2 separate regions of the Zea mays genome follow, and region 2 is linked to region 1. Evidence: chromatin contacts called from public Hi-C data. All regions are on one chromosome and are shown on one strand. The core of a region is the stretch at or near the end of the contact, and the rest is flanking DNA. Distances in the headings are between cores, read along the strand shown.

What was found. A called contact is a pair of places that touch in the nucleus more often than the background predicts.
Region 2: a contact with region 1 is called in a Hi-C map of ear, with 2.1 times the contacts expected there. The contact joins the promoter of LOC100283582 here to the promoter of LOC100216929 in region 1. A contact is called at or near these places in 5 of 25 Hi-C or Micro-C datasets (bundle sheath, ear, endosperm and 2 more).

What each region holds. Positions count from the first base shown.
Region 1 is chr9:81,658,149-81,663,592 of Zm-B73-REFERENCE-NAM-5.0, forward strand. It overlaps LOC100216929 (BES transcription factor), which reads right to left and starts at 2,264. Exons shown (of 2, transcript NM_001143314.1): 1 at 1,683-2,264; 2 at 1-210. The coding sequence starts at 1,928.
Region 2 is chr9:81,959,633-81,965,019 of Zm-B73-REFERENCE-NAM-5.0, forward strand. LOC100283582 reads left to right here and starts at 3,579. Exons shown (of 2, transcript NM_001369294.1): 1 at 3,579-3,868. The coding sequence starts at 3,645.

The DNA.
Region 1 (5,444 bases), core at 1,014-3,513:
CCACGGGATAAGGGAGCTGCCCTCGACGCCTCCCATGAAGTTGCTCCCGCCAAGAGTAATGTGGGAGGAGGACCCAGAGCTTGGGAACGAGGAGGATGCCGCGCTTGGGTTGTATGAGGCTCGCGGACTTGGTTGATATGAAGAGCAGGGGCTTGGTGATGCAGACCTCCCAATTGGATCTGGACGCTCTGTTGCCAGAGGTTTACATCCCTGGATCATGAAAATATTCATTACTTAGCAACAATCGATCAACTGTGCATGTTTTTTTCCATCAAAAAAATGGAGCGCGCTGAGAATTGTTGTAAAGCAAAAGAAAAACTAGAGCAGACATTGAACAAAAAGCATGACAAGTTCAATAAACCACAAGAACATGATAACTGTCCATGAAACCAGTTAATTGCCTGTTCACCTTTTTTGTAAACGAAATGCTACACGGAAGCTAGCAAGTTCAATTCTTTTTTGGAAGATTTGGATGAATCAATTGAAACGCTCTGCAGTTCAAATTCTTAGATGCCAACCTACAAATGCAAATTACTTTCCTCTATATGTAATAAACCAACCAAAACTCCTCCAATTGTCCAACTGGCTGCAACAAAGTGACATAAGTAACACAAAAGCATGTAAAACCAACTTCAAAGCAGTACTAGCTACAGCCGAAGCTAATGTACTCACTACAGCAGATGAGCAGAGTACACCTCACCATTGGCTACTGAAGAACGAGTGAACACAAGTGCTGCATACCGCATACAACAAAGGCAACCAACGAACCAAACCACGGTGTGGAAATTCGAAAGCCTCTGGTTACGAACCAGTTTGGCGCAAGCCTCAAAGGCAAAGTAATGAACTACTGCTTTTGGTTTATCAGAGCAGTGGCAGCATGTGCACATGGCTGGGAAAAAAACATGTTGAGCTATGCTTTGTGCTTTTCTGATAAGCACTGCTTTTTCAGCAGTGGCAGCGTGCAATTTTTACGGAATTGAATCACTACCTAGACTGAACCACCTTCCCTCAGCTGAGGAGGACCAAGAGAAATGTGGTAGCGGACAAAAAAAAATCTTCAGATGAGCTGTTGAAAATTTTCTTTTGGTCATGGCTAGGAAGGAACTACAAAAGCACCATTGGGAAGAAGAAAGCATGGCATCCCCAAAAGAAGTGCCTTCAGCGAATGCCGAAAAGGAAAGCAGCATTTCCCCGTTTGCGGTAAATCAAGCTTCCGTTTCCCTGGCCCGACAACAGACGAGCCTAAAACAGAGCCACCCGCCAAGCATAGCAATGGGTGACCCAAGACGAAAACGGAGCTCAAAGCAAGGAAGGACAGCTCCAAATCCAACGGCATATAGGAGCATCCAAAGATCGGCGGCCCACCGAACCAACGAAACCGCTACATTGCGTCCCGAGTGGCTAAAACGAAGGAGTGCGCTGTCCCCAGCCTCAGTAGTTCTACAGAGACGCTCCAAGTCCCAACAAAAGCGAAGATGAGTCTCCTGCTAGATTTGTGTAATTCTAACCGAAACCACCAAGCACGACTACTGGCGCTGCAAAAGTCTACGGAGCAATCAAAGCGAAAGCAAGCTTCTTTTTGAAAGCGCGGAGCAGGAACGGGATCGAAGCTAAGCTAAGCCGTCGAGAGGCCTGAGGCAGGGGGGGGAGGGGGGGGGGGGGGATGGATCGGCGGCGGGTACCTTGCGGTAGGTGGTGCCGTCGGGCTCGACGGTCCAGCCGGCCTCGTTGCAGAGCGCCTTGAGCACCTCGTTGTTGTCGCAGTGCTTGGGCAGGTTGTAGTTGCCGTAGGCCCTGAGGCCGGCGAAGATCTTGGCGGCGATCGCGCGGCGCCGGCGCTCCCTGCGGCGGTTGTTCTCGCGCTCCCTCCACGTGGGCACCCTGGTGCCCCCGATCCCGGCCGCGGCTCCCCCGGCGCCGCTCGTCATCGGCGGCGCGCCGGATCTCGCGGATCTGCTCCCCTCCCCCACGGCTGCAAGCCTGCAACCCCCGCGGTCCCTGTTCCCTTGCGGACGCTGCTCACCTCCTCGCTTGCTTTGATTTGTTTATTATTTGAGGGGGGTGGAATTTGGGGGAAGGAGCAGGAGGAGGAGGAGGAACAAGTAGTGGTCGTCTGAACGCAGCCGCCGCTGCTCTGCTGTGGCTACAGCTACGCTGCTGCTGTGGCTGCCGCTAGGTTGCTCCTCCCTCCTTCCTATTGTAACGCTGGCTGGGGGAGTGAGTGAGGAGCGAGGCTGGCCGTGGCCGAGGCTGGCGGAGCTGTGCTGATGCCTGATGCCAAGCTCCAGGAGTTACCCGGCTCACTCTTTTACCAGCGGCCCCCGGTGGAAGCGCCAAACTACCAGGGGCAGAAGCGGTATTCCCCTCAGCCCGGGCAGGGGAACGGTTAAAAAACGTGAGGGACCAGCTTTTGCAAAGTACGACGTCGCTCCCTGACGCGCGGGGCCCATGCGCCACGGCGGTTTCGTGGTCAAACGGGATGAGTGGTGGTGGGGGGCCTCGACAGCCGCCGTCTCGTCAGAGCGCAATCATCACGCCCAAGCGGGTGGTTCGCGCGAGCCGGACCGGCGGACCGCGGCCGAGCTCACCCGGGGGCCGGGACGGTGGCGTGGCTTTGGCGCGTGCCAGAGGAGGGACCCCGCGCGGCGGGTGAGTGTGGGAAACGGCCTCGGGATCCGCGGCGGGCGGGAGGCCTACGGCACGTTGCTGCTCACGCTCGCCACGTAACGACGCCGCTGTGGCCTGGGGGATACACTCCCAACTCCCAAGCCCTGACTCCAGCGGCGCTGCGCCTGCCGGTGGCCGCTCGGTCGCCTTGTTTGCACCGCATCGTTTGCTCCCGTAGTCCCGTGTCCGTCTTTTGCTCGCGCGTACGTTCGCCCGGCTTTGCCGGGTGTGTTTCCGGGCGTTTCGTGCGTGAATCCGGGGGCCGCGGCGGCAGCGGCCAGCTCGATGATGCATGTGTGTGGTACATTGTCTAGCGTGTGCATCGCGTACTGCTACGAGTATATAAATAAAACTTTCTTCCCGGATTTGCGTTACCAAAAAAAAAAGACACGGTGGCCTCACTCGATAGCTAGCGCTAGCCTTTGACTTTTTGATGGAAGCATCTGCGTCAGCGTGACGGTGAATGTACTCCTCGGATGACGTTTTCTTCTATCTCCATGGTTTTTTAGATATTTGTCTAAGGAAACGATGATTTTTGTGTGCATCACGTTACACTAGTCGATTTAGTGGGTGTTTAATTTTTATGGACTATTTTTAGTTACTATATTTTATTTTATTTTAGTTTCTATTTTTATGGCAAGATTTTTCTCCTGCTACGTAGGTCCTACTCGTTAGTCGTTAATGACGGGTAAAAAGTGTGGCAAGATTATCTTAGCGCGTGAAAAATTGTGGCCCAGAATTTAAACGCCTAACCTTAAACACCTTAGACAAGTGTGGCATAAAATTCTGTGGCAATTTTTGACACCATAGGTATACAACCAAATAGCTTTCTAGAGGAATTTTTGGCAAAAAATTGCGCAATTTTTTTGGCACATAGGTATAGATTCGTCGTTGCATATCTCGCAAAATGCAATGTGTCGCCCGCGGGTGTCTGTGTATACGGCAAAGCTCGGCGTCAAACTTGTCTGCCACTTTGCACACGGTCTTGCATGCCCGCTACTTTGCCACATATATTTTTTTATTTTCAACAACTTTTATTTTAAAATAGCTCCACTTTTAAATTTTTTATGTTTGTTACTGTTTTGTTGCTTAAACGGATTTGGGATTTGGTGCGGCAAAATCACGTTGTCGCATTACATTAGGGCTGAAAAATAAGTTCCAGGCTTGAAAGCCGGCTCGAGCTCACGAGCCTCGAACGAGCCAAGCCTGTTGTTTTAGCTCATTTTCGCAGCGAGCCGAGCCGGCTCGTTCCAGCTCATGAGCCTGTTTTTTAGTCTTTGATGATGAATATATTATAGTTTATAATTTAAATTACTCATAATATTGAATGACGATTCTATATTTTAAATTTATATAATGTTAATTCACTAAATAATGCAATAATAAGTATTAGGATATGGCTCGTGAGCCGAGCCTCTTTCTCCAGCTCGCGGAATGGACGAGCCGAGCCAAGCTTTTCCCATCCCTATATTACATGTACACAACATGAAACAGACAAAAGTTTGATGGTCAGCTTATGTCTGAGCCAATGGATATAGGCTTATTTCCGAGTGTATGCAGCGTCCATTAGAGCAGACCATCAAACATAAGTTTATGTTCGACGGCTTAGAACCTTATCGTCGGAAGTTACTGAATATATGGAACGGCATTGTGGAGGAAATAAATGAAGAGAAAGTTGACTGTTGCCGGGAGTGCATTGTGGAAAAACTAAATGACGAGGAAGCTGACTCATGCCGTTAAAAATAAAGTCTAAACTATCGGAATAAAGTCTAATCCATCGAAAATAATATATGCCCGACAACATAAGGCTTATTTCTGACATTAAAAATATATCGACGTATCAACGCCTGCTACGTTAGGTGGTGATTGTTACGTGATAAACCTTGTCGTACAAATGTACTCCGTCAGTTCCAAAATATAGAGCTCTTTTGGAACAAAGGAAAATTTTCTGAATCCTACACTTTTTCTGTGTTTTTAACTAATTCCTATGAAATTCCTATAAAATTCATGTGTTCCTTTCTAGCCCTCTTTTTCCATCAGAATAATGATAAATGTAGATACACATATACATGTTAATTAATAAATATATGTTTAATCTAAAATTAATTATATTACCTCTGTTCTTGAATATTTATCGTTATCTAGTTTATTTTTGAACTAAAATGCGATAAATAAAAAAAGAACAGAAGAAGTGTTAGGTGTGGAGAATAATCATGACGTTTAGGAAAAAAATCATTTGTTTCCAAATACGACATTGTATGGAGATAATTTTTATATGAAAATTATATATCTCGGTTAGATATGTAACTTTCTAGTTTTAAGTTTTTTATGACCATTGAGATGCTCGAAAGACTAATATAACGTTTTTAGCGGCATAATAATCGCGTACAAGCATATGTTGATCATAGAAAAACAATGTTTTTCTTATACAATGCCAAATGGAGATATTTTTATATGAACGTTGTAACTCTTAATGGCATCGAAAACTTTATAAACAAAATATGTACCTCTCGGTTGAGGCCATTAAAAATGCTAAAAACAATATAAATTTTAGCAATATATTAATTAATTACGTATGAGGTCTTGCCACATCACAAATATCGTGTGTTTCTTTAATCTTTACGGTGACAAATGAGGAGAGCTTTTGCAACAAAACTATAGCTATCGATGAGATCTACAACTTTTGAGTTAGTTAAAATGTTAAAAATAATAATACAAATTTTATATGATGCATATTAATAGTGTACCACACGACACATAAGTGGTTCATGGGTGAA
Region 2 (5,387 bases), core at 2,329-4,828, 300 kb after region 1:
AGTTGTCAGTGTCTCACTGCTGCGTCCCGAGGCAAAACCATGTCAAAACATGTCAAACGGCTGAGATTTGCCTCCAAACTTTTCCAGGACGTGCCTAAGGGCCTAAGGTAATTTGGCGCCAATTTGGTATTTGGACTTTGTGGATTTGAGTTTTGGAAAACAGAGAACACGGCTGAACTTTATGAAGAGGTCAAAATTCATATTCTGAATTTTCTAAATTTCCCATTGAGTTTCCACTTAAAGGGTTACTTTGGGGATTTTGCAAAACTCCTTTGATAAAACTTCCTTACTATATTTTGTAGCTTATTTAATATACTATAACTTTGTTATTTGATACTCATCATGATTTTATCTTTTTCATAATCTTTTTACAAATTTTCCCCTTTGCACTTAAATGGCTTACTTAGGGTTATTTTAGGTTTTGTGCATTTTTCTCACTTTGAGGTGCATGACATGTGTTAAGGTATGATCCTTGAGATGAAAAAGACTTAATTAAACTTTTTCTCCTAAATGTTGGTGTCTTTTGCTCAATTTGATGTACATGTGATAATGGTCACCAGTTGGGTACTAAGAAGAAACCCTAGGTAACACTTGGATGTTAAAATGTCCTCACATAGGAGTATAGATGGCCAAAAAGCACGAGACCCGTGAGCCCGGCACGAAGCCCGCATTTTGGGCCCGGTCCGAGCCCGGCACGGTAGAATAAACGGGCGGGCTTGGACAGGAAACTAGGCACGACGGGCTAGCCCGGCACGGCCCGTTTATCTCTAAGCCCGTCAAGCCCGTTTTTTTACACTAAAACGTGCTTACCGGCCCGTTTAGCCCGCTTTTTGGCCCGTTTTTTCGTGCTAAACGGGTCGGCCCGACCCGTTTAGGCCCGCTGCGGGCCGGGCTTGGACAGAAAATTAAGCCCGCTGGCTTAGCAGGCCTGGCCCGGTTTTTGGCCGGGCTTCACCGGGCCCGGGCCGGGCCGGATCGGGCGGCCCGTTTGACCATCTCTACATAGGAGCATGGGCTTTGGTTGGTCTGCTAAGACAGCCTTATCTCTTTTGTGCTTGTACTGCTGATGAGCTTCGGCTTCATCTATGTTATGAATAGCCTTCAAATCTGTCCAGTTCCCTTCGGCCCTTCTAGCAGCCTCTTGACTCCCATGGACAGCTATGGGACCTTGGTCTGATGGTATCTTCATGCATAGATATGTTGGATGAAGTATTGCTTTGAAAGCATTTAATGTTCCTCGCCCAATGATTGCATTGTAAGGATACTCCATATCAACAATATCAAAGACAGCTTGTTCTGTTCTTGTATTATGAACATAACCGAAGGTAATCAGCATAGTTATCTTGCCAAGTGCCACTATCTGCCTTTCTCTGAAGCCACAGAGGGGGTGTGTTGCATCATGTATCTTGTCATCCTGCCCCTGCATCTGCCTGAAAGCTTTTGCAAAGATGATATCTGCTGCACTGCTTGTGTCTACAAGGACATTGTGAACCAGAAACCCCTTGATGACACAAGATATAACCAATGCATCATTGTGAGGATAATCCTTGAGCTGAAGGTCCTCCTGGGAGAAGGTGATTGGTATATGAGACCACTTGGACTTGATGAAGGGTCCTTGGATTCCAACATGGTGTACCCTTCTCTGTGCTTCCTTCTTCTACTTCTTGTTGGCTGGTTCAGAACTTGAGCCGCATGTGATCGGGAGCACCAGCTTCGTGGCCAAAGGTGCCACAGCTTGGTTGCCTTGCGAAGCCATTTGTCGCAGTCGTGGGAGTGAGTTCACCGGAGTTGGGCGCCAATGTTGGTCACTTGTTCTCAAATGTTGTAGATCAAGAACAAGGCAACACAATTGTTAATTATTATGGACCTTCGTCTTCCGAAACATTATTTCCATATGAGTATAATGCTCATCTGACGAAGGTCAAGAAGGACATACCTTCATTATTTAATATGTAAATGTGAATGCAAAAGGATGAAGACAGTAACTGCATATCATTAATTCATACATATTTGCATTTCATAAAACATGTATGAATATTAATAGTATTAATATTACATTGATACCTTCAGCTTGCTCGAAGGTGAAGACGCGAGAGAGTGATTACCATCTAGCGTGAACAGTACGGTATTACTGTTCACCTATTTATAGGCACGAGACGCTGCCCGGTAAAATTACATTCATGACCCTTAACATTTATCTACAGACATCCTAAAATACTAAGGTCTATCTGGTCTTTTCTTCTTCTGCTTGACTTGAACCGAAGCTGATGGTAGCTTTGGCATTTGGCAATATTGCTTCTACGCAAGGACTTCGTCTTAAGAACCTTCAATAGATGAAAAGAGGACCTCTGTATCACTTTGCCGAAGATGTTGCCTTGAGGACCTTCGGCGGAGAAGAAGATCCCCAACATTATACAAACGCTAAAGAGTTATAGAACGTTATAGAAGCCGAATATGACAACACAAATGTTGGAGCGACTGTACATCATGGAGCAGTATCATGACTACAAGATGACTGATTGAAAATCTGTAGTCGAGCAGTTTCATGAGATACAATGCATGACAAACGAGCTTGATCAGCTAAAGATCAACCTATTCGATAAGTTTGTGGCATTATTGCTAAATTGCCTCATTCATGGAGGGATTTCGCCACAACTCTCAAACACAAGAGTGGGGGCAACAGAGACGGAGACAACGGTGGGGCGGGCATGGCATGAGCCTCCCCTACCATTGTGGAGTCCATAGAGCCCCACTAAAGTCTTTATTAAAGTTTTAAATGTACACAATGTATATAGAAGGAGCTCATATACTATATCAGTTTAGTTTAGTCACTTTTAGAGCTGATTTAATGGACAAAGAAAGAAATAACAGGGCGTTTGGATCCATTCATTTTGGAGAAATTGGAATTTACTTAATAAAGTAACCTACTTAGCTTGGAATTTGACATTCCACCACTTTCTAAAGTTCGTATATAAGCCTATATCAAATTCATGAGGTAGAGGATGAGAAATGATTTTATGTACAGTAGAATTTGTTTCTACTCTGCAACTTATATGACGCTCTTTGATTCACATTTCTATAGTAAAAATGTATTACATAAATATATCTGGCATCTTGCTAATAATAGTATATAAATATATTTTGTATAAAATCAAATTAGCTTAATTGATATATGCCTAAATTATTATTATTAAAATAGAATGCAATTCTAAGGATTCAAACGAGATGTAAAGAAAATCTATGGGAAAGAATCCTCTTACTATTTAAATAGCAGGGGATTGGATATCTTTCATTTTCCTGTTCACTAAACCCGTCTGCAGCTGAGAGCTACCTGATTTTTTTCCAGCTAGAGCAAGAACGCGTTTTCCATTTTTTTAAGCCGTCGCGTCGGCTCGGTTACTGCTATCATTGCCACAGTGCCGCGGCCCACGCGGTGAAAACGGAAACCAAACTAACCAAAATCCCCCACCCGCCGCGCTTGCTGTCGTTCCCGTGCGGCCGTGTCCCCCTTCCTTTCCTGTTTTCCCCTCCTCTTCCTTCCCCCCCCCCCCCCCCCCCCCCCCCCCCCCCCCCCCACTGCTCTCTCTCGCCCCAAAACCAGATCGCCACGACAAGGGCAGAGGGCCCCGGAGGGGCGCGTAGCAATGGCGGCAGGCTACCGGGCCGAGGACGATTACGATTACCTCTTCAAGGTGGTCCTGATCGGCGACTCCGGCGTCGGCAAGTCCAACTTGCTCTCACGCTTCACGCGCAACGAGTTCAGCCTCGAGTCCAAGTCCACCATCGGCGTCGAGTTCGCCACCCGCTCTCTCCAGGTCGACGGCAAGGTCGTCAAGGCCCAGATTTGGGACACCGCCGGCCAGGAACGGTACGTTTCGTTTCAGCTCGCTCCAGCTCGTCTCGCCTCTCTTCTCTCCCCGCCGCTGCCGCGGCAGCTGGTAGTAGATCTGATTTGCGTCTCGGTTCGGCTGCTGCTAGCGTGCGTATCCTCGTTGTCACCGTTAAGATTGGGCTCTCGCTTTGGATCTCGCTGCCGAATTGCGTTGCGTGCTGCTGTTGATTACCATTTGTAGGGTTTGGTGCATTTTCATTTCAGGATCCGATACTGGAACACGCGAATCAGCATGCAGGCATCCTATTGTTGACTAGAGTTGTAGGATGACGATGATAGGATATTCTTCTATTGCACAAACGTTTTTTTATACTGCCTGGAGCTTGGTTTCGAGTACGCAGCAGTGCAGCAGGTGGCGTGGACTGAATAAGACTTTCTGAAGGTTAGTAGGTTTCTTTGTTTTGACTCACGTTGATCATTTAGCCTGGGAGGAGCAGATCGGCCATTTTTCCTTTCTCTTGTTTGCATGCAGACTTCCTGCCCAGTTCAGTTAATTTAGTAGTCAAAACCGTAAAATGCACACAATGCAATATATAGCTATATTTTGTACACTTATTGTTTTCTAAAATTTAATCGTCTTGGACCCTGCTATAAATAGGTATTTATGTCAAAAACAGGTTTATCGAACATGGTCACCTCAAATTAGAACTGATGCTTATGAAATTGATTTTTGCACTCTTACACTTAGCCCATAAGTTTGGCTATTCGTCTTGTTCTACTGCACTGAATTTCTGAGGAGTGAAGAGTCTTCACTCCATTTTTCTTTTCTTCATTCCACCATTTTGTAAACTTCTTGTTAGCTTGTTCTGCCAGTTATTTAGATGGACATGTCTATGATTGGGACCAATCATTGTGATTGGGATTTTTTGTCATTTGTTTACATACTTGCAGTGATTCTTTGTTTTATATGCTGATCATGTATCCATGTCATCTATATTACTGTCTCAATTGTTTACAAAAAATGATGCTTCAAGATGTGATGCACCAGCACCTTGTATTATCGATAAATTTTCTTCTTCAAGAGTGTTAAGGAAATGACCTGCCACAATTTGTATTAACTAGTGCTTGTTAGTGACATAATTATTTAAGACAAAACTCCAATAGAAAAGGCTGCCAAAATAACACCTAATCTTTGAAGAATGGCTGAATTGATTAAGGCAAAACAAAGATATACTAATTGCTTAAACTAATGGACTTTACAATAATGTCTGAGCACCTTTCTAGGTTTTTGTTGTATTTATGTGCCATGGAACTAGATTTTTCAAGCTTGGGTGTGATGGGGATTCTAAGGGGCAGGTGGGTTCTGTGTAAGAAGTCTAGACAACTTTGTAGAGCAATTTTGGTGGCATTTTGTTAATGCAACAAAAACTAATTAGCACAAATGAGGAGTCCATGCAAAGTACATCGAAGTGATTTGACACTTGTGATCATGGAAGAACTAGGGCTAGAAATCAAGCCAACACAAGTGGAGGCTTGTTTTGCTGACAAATGCTAG